2 separate regions of the Mus musculus genome follow, and region 2 is linked to region 1. A link is a contact called in public Micro-C data. All regions are on one chromosome and are shown on one strand. Each heading gives the region's core, a stretch centred on a gene start, on an enhancer-like site or on the middle of the called end of the contact. The rest is flanking DNA. Distances are from core to core; before and after follow the strand shown.

The links. A called contact is a pair of places that touch in the nucleus more often than the background predicts.
Region 2: a Micro-C map of embryonic stem cells shows a contact between it and region 1, with 3 times the contacts expected there. The contact joins the promoter of Fcor here to the enhancer-like site in region 1. A contact is called at or near these places in 20 of 39 promoter capture datasets (the 3T3-L1 cell line, the C10 cell line, the HPC-7 cell line and 11 more), 8 of 15 datasets of contacts at CTCF or cohesin (CD8 T cells, the G1E-ER4 cell line, the NIH/3T3 cell line and 4 more), 138 of 484 Hi-C or Micro-C datasets (3T3-L1-derived adipocytes, the 4T1 cell line, the AML12 cell line and 81 more), 43 of 115 datasets of contacts at active chromatin or transcription factors (the 230-238 cell line, CD8 T cells, the HPC-7 cell line and 25 more) and 6 of 9 other capture datasets (adipose tissue, embryonic stem cells, embryonic tail and 3 more).

The regions. Positions count from the first base shown.
Region 1 is chr8:3,544,958-3,547,657 of GRCm38.p6, reverse strand. No RefSeq gene overlaps it. Among named protein-coding and RNA genes, the nearest start is that of Rps23rg1, 22 kb to the left of the region's middle. Within about 2 kb of position 1,292, at least 6 of the 459 cell types and tissues checked have an H3K27ac peak or open chromatin away from gene starts, as enhancers often do. A contact at or near this core is called in embryonic stem cells and induced pluripotent stem cells, where this site is marked.
Region 2 is chr8:3,670,957-3,673,656 of GRCm38.p6, reverse strand. Fcor (Foxo1 corepressor) reads left to right here and starts at 1,266. Exons shown (of 2, transcript NM_001357661.1): 1 at 1,266-1,477; 2 at 2,261-2,472. The coding sequence starts at 1,289. The coding sequence ends at 2,398.

The sequences.
Region 1 (2,700 bases), core at 43-2,542:
CCGCATGCACATTATTTAAATCATGCTTTTTATTTGTAAAAAATTTTAAATTTGGATGCCAAGGAACTCTTTGCTGAGTGTCTGTAGCATCCTATAATTAGGCATACTCATGCCTAGGTAAGATGGAAGGATCCACTTATTGGCATATGGCATGATCCTGATCAGGTATTTAATATGAAGAAGAGGGCATGCTTAAGGTTTTGTTTTTTTCTTTTTCCACAAAATTCTTGCTAGCTGCCAGTGTGATTGGTGTGACAAACTGACGCAAAAGGATAATGCTGACCTGTGAGCTTGCTGAGTGCCCTGACAATGGTGACAGGAAAGCTGTATTGGGTATATGTTCTTGACTCACCTTTGCTTGCCTGTGTCCCGGATTAGACAAGCTAAGCTGCCTTGCTTCAAGCTTTTTAACCTTGTGGGACAGAGAACATAAGAGACTATGGAAGTTGATTTAGAAAAATTAATCAAAAGGATGGGTTATAATGACTCTTCCCTTTCCTTTAATGTGACAGTTATTCTGACTCAGTCATGGACTGACTTAGAAATAAATTCAATACTGGAGATTCCAATTAATTTTTTAAAAAAGATTTATTTATTTATTTATTATATGTAAGTACACTGTAGCTGTCCTCAGATACTCCAGAAGAGGGCATCAGATTTCGTTATGGATGGTTGTGAGCCACCATGTGGTTGCTGGGATTTGAACTTGGGACCTTCAGAAGAGCAGTTGGCGCTCTTAACCACTGAGCCATCTCGCCAGCCCTGAGAATCCAATTATGAAGATAGCTAAAAATCTTTATTAGCCAGCTGAGTTAACTTGGACCATAGCCTCCACTATTTCCTGAGAAGTAACAGTTTGTCTGTTGATTCTCAAAGTGACCTCCCCAACACCAGGAGGCCAGACCTTGGGTCTGATCATTGCTAATTTGCAACTGAATTGAATACCTGGGACGTCCACACAAACAACCTTAATTCTGTTGCTTTTAACTTTTGACTTTGTATTTCAAGCAGGTCAGTTACCTCCATAAAGGCTCACCTTCAGCAAAGCTCAGATGGCAGTGATTCATTGCTATGAAGAGATGCATTGAGTGCATATTGTGGCTTTGGTCTGAATGGAGAAAAGGTGTGCTATGAGGGCAATTGATCTATGGCTCTTTTCAACCTAAGAGAGAGTGAAAGGAAATAAAAATTGAGACCTGTGATTCATGTAATTTATGTCAAATAGCCCAGTTGTTTGTGAGTTTTAAAACCTGGGGTTGAGAACATAGAACAGGCCAGGACATGCCCAGGTAGGCCCGCCATTACATGTCCGGACTGGCCCTGCGCCTTCCTGTCTCCCACTCTGACCTAAGTTAAATGTTAACAGTCTGCTGATGTTTAAATGGACTAATCATGTGAAACCATGCCAATTCCTCCCCCAGCCCCACCCCTTTTCTATAAAAACCCCTAGCTTCCAAGCCTCGTGGTCGAAACCACTGTCTCCTGTGTGAGATACATTTCGACCCGGAGCTCCGCCATTAAAGGGTCAACACCACTGTCTCCTGCGGGAGATACGTGTCAGCCCAGAGCTCCGCCATTAAAACTACCTCCTGTTTTTACATCAAGATGGTCGTCTGTTCGTGATTCTTGGGTGCATGCCGAATCGGGAATTGAGTCGGGGTTTCCCACTAGGTTCTATCAAGAGGATGTGCCAAGAGGCTGTGTTTGTTCAGAATAAACACTAAAAGGCCATGTTTGTGCAAATAAATACAAACAAGCTGCATGTGTTTTTCAGGAAGGGTCAGAAAGAGTACCATAGATTCAGTCCTAAGCCAGCCATGGCCACCAGCCACTGTAATTCCCAGGCAGAACCATGATTTACTTATGCTCCAGTCCAGCTAATTTTTAATGAATAAAAGGGGAGGAACTGTGCCCTCCACCAGCCTTGAGTTGGCTAAACAAACCTCCTCAGACACTGGAGGCAGGTGTCTGGCCTTGCTATATTTATATTCTTCTGCCAGAGAATTGAGAACTGCCTGCCCACTGAACTGCTGAAGAGCCTACTTTGCAACTCAATCCAGCTGAAACAAGCAACAGAACCCAGCTGAAACAAAGGGACCCGTCCTTGGGTTTTCCCATATATAGTCAGTGCTGTACATTAAAATTTGAGCGTTGATCATAGAACTTTGTCTTGGCTCATTATTTCTCTCAGCATCCTTCCCATCCATCCCCAGCTTTCCTTTCAGGAACCCAGTAACCCTGTGGCCGCTGGTGGGTGCAGTACTGTTTAGCAAGATTGTGGAAGCTTTAGGAAGAAGTGAGTCACTGGCATAGACCTTAAGGTTTTGTATCTCAGCCCTACTTTCCACCCCCTCTCTGCTTCTTGACTGTGGATACAATGTGACCAGCCAGCCACCATGTCTTCCGTGCCTGAGACCATAAATCACTCCCATGTTCCCCTTCCCTCCCTCAAGCTGCTTGTCAGGTATCTCATTACAGCTGCCAGGGATCAACTAAGGCCTGTAGAGTTCTACAGTCACTTTCCATGGCTCCCTTTCCAAAGGATAGCATGGCTTGACAGCCTAAGCTGGGACAGTTAATCAAGAATCGGAGACACATCTTAAAGTCCATGGTAGCATGTTCATTTTGGGAAACCTCCTTTTCTGAGCACGTAGTAGGGACAATGCTTAGGAGTAACATTAAGGTTTCGCTAAGTTGCCT
Region 2 (2,700 bases), core at 17-2,516, 130 kb before region 1:
GAGAGAGAGAGAGAGAGAGAGAGAGAGAGAGAGAGAGAGAGAGAGCTGTTACAGTGACTCAGGCCTGTAGGTAGTCTCAGCATTTAGGAAGCTAAAGCAGAATGGGTTTTGAGTTCAAAGCCAGCCAAGGTTATAGAGTAAGACCCTGTCTCAAAAGAACCAATGACAGAAAAAAAAGTGACAGAGAAAAGAAGACACTGGAACGCCATGGATAAGATTGCTTGACTCCCAAAAAGGAGGTCCAGCAACAGGCCCAAAGTGGGATCCAGCTCAAGGGAAGGTCCCAAGGTCTGACACTATTACTGAGGCTATGGAGCACTCACCAAAAGGGATCTATCATGACTGCCCTCCAAGAGACACTTGTACTCTCTGACTCTTCTCACTGGCCCTCAGTCAACAGACATTTCCCAAGCACCTCAAAGTCACGTTGGATCCAAAGCCTGGATCCAAAGCCTGGGGAGATAGGAGGAAGGAAGACATCTGCCTGGGGCTTTTATATTCTAGTGTTCGCCGGAGTGGAAGTGCCCTGGGTCCCTCTGATTGTAACTAGGTGGATATAACTCATAGGTGAAAACATAAACGTATGAGCTATGAATCCCCAACCCGGCCAACAGCCATGCCATCTGTAACAACGGGTCTGGTTTAAGGTCAGCTTAGGCTACAGAGAAGAAAAAGTCAGAAATGTAGACACTGACTCAAATGGAATTTTCGGGGCAATTTATTCGAGTTTAAAATGGAAAGTCCAGGGCAGGCAACCTGTAGTCTCAGGGCAAGCAAGCCAAGGAGAATGAAGAAGATCCGCTGTCATGGAGGTCAGCCACACTTGATGGGACTGGAGCTCTAGAAAAAGGACTAAGGAAAACCCAAGCCAGACTGTTAGGAAGTTTAAAAGCATACTCAGGCCAGCATCCAAAGGGGAAAGGAAAAGCGAAGGGGGATGGATAGAGTAGCCTACACCGTATTAGCCCAACCTATACTAGGGGAAAGAAGAGGAATTATGGAAGAGAAAAGTATATCACCTGCCTTCTCCGGTGGTCCTTTGCCAGGACCCTGACCTGCCTCGCTACATTAACCCTTTAGGAAGGAGACAGAGGCCATCTCTCCTAGAGGAGACTATGAAGCCACAGCAGACCAAAGAGCGAGATGGTAGCAGAAGGTTCCTGGAAAGGACGGTGAACTGGAGCCTAGGACGCCTCTCTGGGTGAAGCAAGAACACTCTTGTGAAATGGAATTGGAGCCGAGCCCTTCCCCGCTGTGCACGCACCAGACCCCGGGTTTGCAAGGATGGATGGGAATGGGCGGTCCTACACGCCGCCATCAGGAAGAGGGCTCTGCGGAATGCTTAGGAGGCCCTTCCACCAGAGCTGCTCCAGGGCCGGGACTTCGAGACTTCCACTTCACCACCGCAGGACCATCCAAAGCAGATAGACTGGGAGACGCAGCGCAGATACACAGAGAAAGGATGAGACCGGTGCAGGTAGGGCTGGGAACTGCACCGGATCTTAGCAAAATGCTCTGAAGGGGAGTCCTAAAAGGGGAGCTTTTCGTGCAGGTACGGGGGAGGAGCAGGGGTGTACGGAAAACTGCCACAAGGGGGAGCGCGTGTCTACCAGGATCGTGCCTGACACTAGCTGGCACTGGGCTATGATCTCTTGCTTTTCTAGGGCAGTTAGCCTCTGGTCTCAGGATAATGTGCATGCCCTAGGGCACATGTTCTTTTATGTATATCCAAGAATCTGAGGCTTGGTGAATTTCCTTTTAAAAAAAAAAAAAAAAGATTTATTGGGCTAGAGAGATGTCTCCGTTATTAAGAGCACTTAAATGGTGAATCCTGAGGTCCTGAGTTCAATGTCTAGCATACACATCAGGCAATTCATAAATGCCTGTAACTCCAGCTCCAGACGACCTCCCGAAAGCACCTGTATACATGTGGCATACACACAGACATGCACACAAATACATCTAAATAAACATAAATTTATTAAAATAAAGAAATGTGTGCGTGCATGCTAGGAGGTAACATCAGATCTTCTGAAGCTAGCTACAAACAGTTGTGAGCTGCCCAAAAGGGGAGCTGAGAACTGAACTCAGGGTCCTGGGAATTGCAGGAAGCACTCCTAACCTCTGAGCCATTTCTCCAGCCTTGCATGGTATATTTCCATGTCATTCATCGTGAGGAGTGATTTTTCTATTAATAAATAATACACACTGAAACTAGGGTAAAAAGATAACCCCCACTTTCTTTTTCTTTCTTTTTTAGTGTGGTGATGGTAGTGGTGAGAGAGTCTTTCTACAGAGCCCTGGCTCTATTGGAACTCTATATATCAGGCTGGACTTGAACTCACAAAGATCCACCTGCTGCTGCCTCCTAAATGCTGGGACTAAAGGCATGTGCTAGCATGCATAGCCTAATGTAACTCCCCCGCCTTCTACCTTCACTAGCAAGGACAATACAGAGTCATCTGAGTCTGATGTTGATGTCTTTCTATTACAGCTGACTATGGGGGAAAAGGAGAGACCTTGGGACAGGCAGACTTGCATCTAGTCTAGAGTTTCACGCTATGCCTCCCTAGGCCTGGGCTTATTATACGCATTTGTCTACCCCTACATGACTACAGGGTTTCCTTTATTTGTATTATATATGGTGGAAGGGGACACATAATGCTCAGACACTAGTAGGGTGTGCTCAGCTATACATAC